Linked DNA regions of Zea mays: region 2 is linked to region 1. The links are chromatin contacts, called in public Hi-C maps. All regions are on one chromosome and are shown on one strand. Each heading gives the region's core, a stretch centred on a gene start, on an enhancer-like site or on the middle of the called end of the contact. The rest is flanking DNA. Distances are from core to core; before and after follow the strand shown.

What was found. Hi-C and Micro-C count contacts between places; a contact is called where the count stands out from the background.
Region 2: a Hi-C map of leaf shows a contact between it and region 1, with 3 times the contacts expected there. The contact joins the enhancer-like site here to the promoter of LOC100277748 in region 1. A contact is called at or near these places in 2 of 25 Hi-C or Micro-C datasets (leaf and tassel).

The regions. Positions count from the first base shown.
Region 1 is chr6:19,970,186-19,974,777 of Zm-B73-REFERENCE-NAM-5.0, reverse strand. It overlaps LOC100277748, which reads right to left and starts at 1,667. Exons shown (of 2, transcript NM_001151239.2): 1 at 1,297-1,667; 2 at 909-1,212. The coding sequence starts at 1,473. The coding sequence ends at 1,102. It overlaps LOC100279957 (putative DUF26-domain receptor-like protein kinase family protein), which reads left to right and starts at 4,274. Exons shown (of 7, transcript NM_001152907.1): 1 at 4,274-4,592. The coding sequence starts at 4,296.
Region 2 is chr6:20,182,930-20,187,497 of Zm-B73-REFERENCE-NAM-5.0, reverse strand. It overlaps the pseudogene LOC103629082. Among protein-coding and RNA genes, the nearest start is that of LOC103629085, 7.6 kb to the left of the region's middle. Within about 2 kb of position 3,182, at least 15 of the 20 cell types and tissues checked have an H3K27ac peak or open chromatin away from gene starts, as enhancers often do. A contact at or near this core is called in leaf, where this site is marked.

The sequences.
Region 1 (4,592 bases), core at 418-2,917:
GTCGCGTCGTGGCCAGCGGGATGCTCAGGCTAATTATGTGCGCGCGCAAGCGTGACCCAAGGCCGAGGGAGGAAGAAGATTGGGGAAGAAGGGGAGACGCCGATGGGTGGAGTCGGGGCGGTAGTGTTAGTGAGAGGGAGAGGGGTCGAGGTGAGTGGCATTGGGGGTCTAGCAGGCCAAGTGGCCGTGGTGAGGCGGACCAGGAAGGAGGGAGGGGAAAGGAGGCCAGGCAGGGTGGGCTGGCCAAGCCGAGCTGGGCCAAAAGAAGAGAAAAGGAGGGGAGGGAGGAAAAGTGAACTTTTCTTTAGAAGGGAAAATCATTTTAGGAGTGATTTTTTCCTATGGACTTTTAGGTAGGTCTTTGATATATGTTGAGGAGAGTGTTGTTATGGGGGGGACAAGTTGAGTGGGGGATAAAATTCCTGGACAAGACTTTTTGTTGAGCACATCTTCGGACAACAAATTTAAAAATGGTTTTGAAATTCATTTCAATTAGGAAGAAATTCGAGAAAATTTACAAGGGTGATTTTCAGGGTGTTACAAGTACGAATGCTAGCAGCACCCTTGATCAACATGCCCGGTGGCTTTGGGTAGAAGGAGGCCATTAGCCAATGGCGCATGGGTCCTTTGGCCCGAGGTTGGCCAATGGGCCTAGTGGTTTTGGGCCTGAAGGAGGCTGCCAGCCTCTAACGCCTAGGGATGGCAACGGGTCGGGTTCGGATCGGGTATGGTAAATACCCGCCCGCGACAATACCCGCGGGGATTAATTATACCCATCCACGACTATACCCGCGGGTAGGATTTTGTACCCATGCCCGTACCCGTCGGGTATCGGGCGGGTATCGGGTACCCGCGGGTATAATGACACTTCACACAAATAAACAAACTGCTACACAGAGACACATGGTTGACGAGGTAGAACAAAAGAAAAAACCAAGACATAATAAACCTGATTACTGTTACAGAAGCAAGCAATATTATGAATACATAACTCTCTGTTGACAACAACACATACATGAGACGTGGATAAAAAAACACTCCCACAAAGACACTTCACACAAATAAACAAACTGCAAGTCTGCAACACTTGCACTTCAGTTTTCAGTGTTCAAAGTCTTCAACAGACAGCAGCCAACAGGCAACATAGGGACACGGCCAGGAACACAGCGAAGCAAAGAAAACACAGGCGCCATGGATGGAGTTGAGGACAACCTATTTGAGACGGACCATTGTCAGTGAGACATCAACTGAAAAATTTACATGTAAGGGGAAGGGGAGGGGGCGACGTGCTTGTACCTGCTGCCCGGTGCCTGCTCTGGTCGCAGGGATGGCCGATTGGCCGGCTACTCGGTTAGTCGCCTGTACCTGGCTACCTGCTGCCTGCTCTGGACCTCTGGTCGCGCACGTGCAGAGAGCCAGAGACTCGCGCGCGCCGCTCGCGGGTGAGCAGTGTGGCCTGTCCGTGCCGTGCATGTGCGTCCGTGGACCGTGGGTGCCTAGGTGGTGGCTGGCGGCGGCTGGCAGGGTGGCGGCTGGCGGCTGTGAGGGTGGACGGCGGACTGGGGTTGGTCGGCCACCGGGTGAGACTGGGGACCGTGGAGACTGAGGAGCGAATGAGCGATGGCCTAGGGTTAGAGTGCGGAGTGCGGACTGCAGAATGGACTTGTGGGCTGTTGCTGTGGGCCTGCAGTTGGGCTTGTGTTGGCCGGTGGTTGTTTTCGGATATCCGCGGGGACCCGCGGGTAAAGTATAAAAACCGAACCTGACCCGATTTCATCCCGGGTCGGGTACGGGTAGAACCCACGGGTCAAATATTATATCTGAACCCGATGGGTCAGATATCAGAACCCGTGGGTAAAATTGCCATCCCTACTAACGCCTAGCTCCCATGATCCGGGCGACATAGTGCGAGTACCGAGGCATACGCCTGAGCTCCACCAACCATTTACGAGCGGATTCCACCATATCAAGCACAACATGCCTCATGATTACCTAGGCCCCACGCAACAAGGGTTGTAAAAAGAGAATGTACCCTTAGGGCCACCCCATTGGGGCTATAAAAGAGGGCAGACTTTGACATAAGAGCGGGTTGATCCCAATCGGAAGGTTAGGCTAGACAACTCGAGCTTTCTTGTACTCGGGCCCCAGTCTCGCTTGTACTCATGAGCAATACACCACCACCATAGAGGATGTAGGGTTCTGAGCATCTTCTTCCCTTGACTCATTGGCATCACGCCTGCGATTTGTAGCCATGCTTCAGTAGGGTTGGTGCCCATCTGTCCCAAAAGAATCTCAAGGGGCCTCGAGTTCCAAGACCCATCTATCTGATCGACGATGCACCTTGGTAAATGTCTCAAGTAGTGAGACAATCCTTGAGACATTTGTCTAAAACATTTTATAAAATGTCTATATAAATTTATATAGAGATCTATTTAGACACTTTTACTTTGAATTTACCTCATACAGACAAAATTCGAGTAATCTCTTTTAATATTGTAGAGATGATATTTCGATGTTTGAGGCATGTAGTGCCATGTAACCTTTATGTCAAACATGTAACCAACAAGTTGTGCGACATCTATGAGTTTGCATGAGGTCTTGAGTTTGAGTATCGATTAGTCCAAGAAACCATAATTTTACTATATCTTTGGTGCAATTGAGGCACTATTTATGTCTTTACTACTTGTCTTATGAAACGTAAGACATTATTTGACGTGTCTCTTCGTTCAAAAAGATACTGCGTGTCATCACTATGACACTTTTAAAAATATCTCTACAATTACATTAGGTTAACATATAATCTCGATCAAATAACAATATAGTATCTCTACAAGCCACTTGTGTTTGTAGTGTTACCGTGTTAATCATAAAGAAAAAAAGAATTACTCACTACTATCATCATTACAAAATTAGCCCAAACACTATGTAGAATTTTATTGATTAGGCACAATTGCTATTAAAAACACTAACGTCAAATACCTATATATTTATTTATCGACCATTCATCGGTTTCCAAAAATTACAATGATTTTAGTCGTGCAAATACCACCCATTATCTTACTATTTTTTCTGTCCCATCATACGGTAAACTAGTATGGATGAGTGGATGGTTTGGGTGCCAATAAGGGCTTGTTCGGTTACGCCAATCCAGAAGGGGATTGGAGTCCAATCCCCTTCTGGATTGGCATAACCGAACAAGCCCTAATTGGTCCCCCCTTGCCCCCTCCCTCCACCTCTTTCAGGATGATTTACCGCTAGATCCGCAAAGATTGTGAGAAAATAACTTACCGCTACATACGCAAATCATACCTAATGCAGAGAGAGGGACCTTGATGTATTTGCAATGCAAGGAAATGACTGTGCTGTGGAATACGACCCGGCAACCTCATGTGCATTGAGAAGAATCGTAGTGCTAACTGACGAGAGGATTGTATGCGACCTAGTCATGCTGGGCCCTCGAGAAGCCAAGAAGTTATTGAGTTCTAGTAGGACCCACGAGACAGGGCCTTACGATGTTCTAGCACTTTAGCCTTAGCACGAGGCAAGGCGACAGTTTGGTGCAGTTGTCCTAGAAAATGATGGACCTCAGGCCATTAACATCGTTTTTGTTTGCGTCACTGTTTGCACTCAAGTCAAGTCAAGTCAAGTCAGTGGTGTCTAGCCACGGGCTACTAGCCTTATCCCTCCGGTGTTCAAATAATATATTGTTTGGTTCGCATGCAGCGTCATAGTTTAACTTTGATTATCAAAATCTTCGTATGGTAAATTTCTAAAAATATTATATACATAGTATATATTTAGGACGTATTTAGACTCAGGTCTAAAGTTTATTAGCCAATAAAATTTAGTCTATCTGTATCTGGCCAACTAACGTAGAGCTAAACTTTAGATAACGTTTGAACTAAACTTTAGTCTATTAGCCCACAAAACCGAGCTAAAGGGGTCTAAAATTTCTTAAGAATCGCGAAGAAACAAATTGTACCTTTCTCACAACCATATCCCTGACATGCACAGAGATATTATTGACAATATACTTACTAAAAACATTAAACCTAGCTACTTATTATAACCTTGTGTATCCAAACACCTATCAGCTAAACTTTAGAAGACTAAATTCTAGCTAGCTAAATTTTAGCTTAGTCTCTCCTATCAAAATCATGTTTTTTTTTTAATTGTTGTCAAAGCAGTGTTTCGATGCCGCTCGAAACAATTTGGAGAGTGGAGGGAGTACTTTTCCTACGTACTAGTACCATTACACACAAGCAGTGAGTGACCGGCCATTTCTCTTGCCAACCATGGCGGTGCCGACGACGACGCTATCCCACCGTAGAATCTCCTCCTACAGCCTCGTTGCCTCCACCGCCGCTCTTCTCCTCGTCTTCCATCACCATGTACCGTCCACCACGGCACAGCCGCTGCCGTGGCAGCTCTGCAACGACACGAGCGGCAACTTCACGGACAAGAGCGCCTACCAGGCCAACATCAACCAGCTCGCGACCGCCCTCACCAACAACGCGTCCTCCTCACCGTCTCTCTTCGCCGCCGGCGCCGCGGGCAGCGCGCCGGACGTGGCCTACGCGCTCGCGCTCTGC
Region 2 (4,568 bases), core at 1,933-4,432, 210 kb before region 1:
ATCTACGATCTTGGTTGTGAGTTGATTTACCAAGGTCCTCCGGGATACTCGGTGGTCTACCGGATCTATATAGGTTCAAGTATGCTAAAACAACTGTGGAAGAAGATGTTTTTGGTACTTGTGCTTTTATAGATTGGGCGGTCCCGTCACAACGGTGACACACAACATTTGTGCTCACGAGGGGTATAACCAGTCTTTGAAGTCATTACACTGTAATTATTTGTTTTACAGTACAATATCTCACATCAGAGTAGCACAAATCAGAAGCATGTTAGGTGGTTTATTTCATAAAAGTAGTTTGACTTCCAAACAATTGTACCTAGTTACATGCCAACTACAACACACTAATTACAATACCGGACTTCAACTCAAGATCATATTAATGCCTTTGTCTTCATATGGATCAACCTTACTATAAAATGGATCACACTCTTGACTATCACCAACAAAATCATCTAGGTCGAGTTAGATGGGGTCACACCTAACATAGTCATCCTCTACCAGCTCCATGCAACCAAAATTTATACAAGGAGGGATACAAAACGGAATGAGTACAAAGGTACTCAACAAGTCGAGGAATAGCAAAAAGAATGCATGAATAGCCACATCTAACTGAAGCACTGATATTGCTTCAGGTTTCCTAATTTCATTCAGGGGAAAAATTGGAGAACTAGAAGATTTAGGGCAAGAGAAAATTCCTACCTTGTCTTGCTGGTGTATACCCTTGCAGTCCTTAGAAAAGAAGCTTCTTGGTGATCTTGGAGAAGAGAGGTGGTGTTGTGCAGATGGAGTGTTGGTTTCGGCTAATAGGTATGAGAGGAGAAAGTGAAGTGGAACTCTGTAGTTCTTTTTTATTGCCCCACCCTGAACTCACGCACTGCACATCCCAAACGCACACCAATCACACACACCTACTCTGTGCACAAGCTACACCTACAACATATACCTAGAGGTCGACACATGGCCGAGAGACATGGCGACAATGGTAGCACGCACATCCGTGAGAGACAACACAGTTTGTTGGTGGAAATCGTAGACGAGCCACCGCTCGAACTCACGTACAGTTATCCTGTCGGAAGCATCATGTATTCTAGACCGGAGGGACCATTTGGAAACATATTCGTTCACTCATATACATGATCGATCTGCAACCTCTGATCGCGATTATGTGAGGTCTAGAATCAATTTAGTCAATTACGTAACGTGATATATAGTCTCATCTAAATTGTAGCGGATCTGAGAATCAGGCACCTACGCCAAGGGATAACGAAGAGAAATGACGAGGTTCACATGACAAGACAAGAAGATCGACATGAGCCCTACACGAGTCGAGAGCATATCGTCACAAGTTATGACCTGACCTGGACGCTGGATACACATTGTTGAGTCTGTGATCCAAATTCTGAAGAAGGCGGCCAAGTTGGCGAGCGAAGCGGAGGCCCGTCGCCGGGAGGCTTGGGTCGGAGCGCAGCGAGGCCAACTGGCCTTCCCGCGGCCCAGGGACGCCTGGGGGGGTGGGGGGGGCGGAGCCCCCCCCGGTACGGATCGTTTTAGGGTTTCACCCCTATAAATATCTTTGTAAGCCGCAGGAGATATCTATCTCAATTGAAAATCTCCTGCGATCTGTAACCACCCGAAAATAGTGAGAAGTTGCCTGCCGGCGCCCGTGGTTTTTTCCCCTTCACTTTGGAGGGGTTTTCCACGTTAAATCCGTGTCTCCTCTGTGATTGATCCTATTTGTGTCGCATTCATTTATAACACACATAGCAGGTAACAGCTGCCGACCACTAGCTTTGCGCGCGGTTAGTAATTGGCCCAAGCAAGGCCGGTGTCTCGAAGTAGCTAGCCTGATGATCGAGGACAACGTGGACCGCTCCTGATAGAAGGGGGGTCGCCTTCAAGTGTGGATAGTATAGAGAAGATATTTTTGGAGTTGGATCAAGTGGCCGACAGACACCTTGCAGCTTATTCGCATCATACATATTCATCTTTACCCAAAAGAAAAGGTACAAGATCAGGACCCCGTGTGTGTGTGTATATATATATATATATATATATATATATATATATATATATATATATATATATATATATATATATATATATATATATATATATATATATATATATATATATATATATATATATATAGAGAGAGAGAGAGAGAGAGAGAGAGATAGAGAGAGAGAGAGAGAGAGAGAGAGAGAGAGAGAGAGAGAGAGAGAGAGAGAGAGAGAGAGAGAGAGAGAGAGAGAGAGAGAGAGAGAGAGAGAGTACGATATGGTGTGTGCGCGCGCGCTGTTTGTGAATAATCAACTTGGTATAATAGTTCCCAAACTTATAAAAAAGGTCATCTCCGACAGTGGCCTCGCCGCCTATAAAAGCCCCAGCGGGCAAGGCACACCACCCAACAGGCCAACCATCCGATTGTCACAAACTCTCATCACAAAGAGCTAGCCAAGCATGCTCCTTGACCAAAAGCTAGATAGGCAACCATGTCGGAGGAGAAGCACCACCACCTATTCCACCACCACAAGAAGGACGAGGAGCAGCCCACCGGCCGGCGAGTACTCAGAGACCGTGGCCACCGAGGCGGTGACCACCGGCGACGGTGAGAACGAGTACGAGGGGTACAAGAAGGAGCACAAGCACAAGCAGCACCTCGGCGAGGCCGGCGCTATCGGCGCTGGCGCCTTCGGGCTGGTACGTTGTCGTCGTCCATGCAGAGCTATCGATCGATGCTTCGTTGCGCTGACCTATCACACTAGCTAGTTCACTACAGCGTGGACATACATGTCATGAACTCGGCTGATCGATGATGTTGTTTCTCTCGTTTTTGCAGTACGAGAAGCACGAGGCGAAGAAGGACCCCGAGCACGCGCACAGGCACAAGATCGAGGAGGAGCTCGCCGCCACGGCGGCCGTGGGCGCCGGCGGCTACGCCTTCCACGAGCACCACGAGAAAAAGAAGGACCACAAGGCGCCGAGGAGGCCCCCGGCGGCGAGAAGAAGCACCACCACCTCTTCGGCTGATGACCTGGCCGGCGAGAGCACCGGTCCGTCACCGACCGACCGACCGCCGCGCCGCGCCGCCTGTTTTCGTTGAGTGCATGCCTGCATGCATGTTTGACGTACGATTAACAATAAGTCCCTTCCGGACCTCTGCGAGTGAGACTGAGATGTGGGGCCGCGCGCGTCGAGGTGTTCCTGTACGCGCTTGATTTTCTCTGCATGTATAATTGCGTTGAATAAGCGAGAGCCATGTGTGGGTGTGGCTCCTCCCCTCCCAAAGTCAAGCCCTTATGTGTACCTGTGGTTCTTTGTACTGGTATATGGAGATGATGTGTTAATGTAACACGATTTTATTTATCACCTCATCCAAATTATTTGTTACTTTACCCTCGTTTGAGTCTAATTGTCGAGTTTTCTTCAATGTCTGTTGAGTAAATTTCACAAACAACCCGCCAAGATTTGGGGCTAACATAGTTCGCAAACCCTCCCTAAGTCCCCAACTATTACGCAATTCTCCCTAGGGCTAGGGGTTTCAGTCTCATTAATATATGTAGTGACATATCAGCAAAACTGATGATTTGGCAAGCTAATTAATAGGAGAGAGAGAGAGGAAATTAGTGTTTCATGGAGATGAAACACTAAGAATTAAAACCATTGCTTTGTCTTATTTATCTATTTTAATTATTTCAATTAGTTAATTAGTTAATTACTTTGTGTTTGATTCGTGCATTTTCTTAAAAGAGAGATAACATGCTTAGGAGACTATATAGTTATCGCCGTGTTATAGTTTTTCCAATCAGGTTGTTGTGTGCTTCTCCGGTGCATGTGAGACAAAGTAGAATATATTCACATATTGAAGTATTCATAGCATGATTATTGAGGAGTAGATTTGATTTATGTTTCTTTCATACATATTTTAAAAAGAGTTGATAGGCTTAGAGATTATAACCGCAACATGGTGATTATCCTAGCCAGCATGGTTATTGTACTTTCTCCCGTGCATGTGAGATGAAGTAAAAGATATTGCATTGTTCATGGCATTGAGATTGAGGGTGCATTGTTGCGATGTATCTTCAGGATTCAAGCGATGCAAAAGGCCACGAAACACAAAGACATAACTATACCTAACGCAAATCTAGAGGTTATTATAAATATTATTTAATATATTATAATGTAATGGTAATTTAAATGTATGAGGACTGATTTAAATCTTCTTTAATAATATTGTAGTGGACACTTTATATGCAATTTTAGAAGGATTGTTTTAAATAATTTTAGAGTGGGTAATTAAACTCAACTTAAAATGTTATTTTAAATCATTTTAATAATGGCAAAGTGGGTAATTAATTATAACTTTAGGGTGCTACTTTAAATTATTTTTAATAATTACAGAATGGATAATTTTTTGAAAACAAAATAGATCCAATGACTATTATTGTTGGAGGTTACTCGATGAATCGTGAGACTTTTTTGAGCATTTCTCAGATTTTATTTTTTTCCGAAACGTTTTATTTCTAATTAGTATAGAAGGGTTATTTTAAATGATATTAAATAGT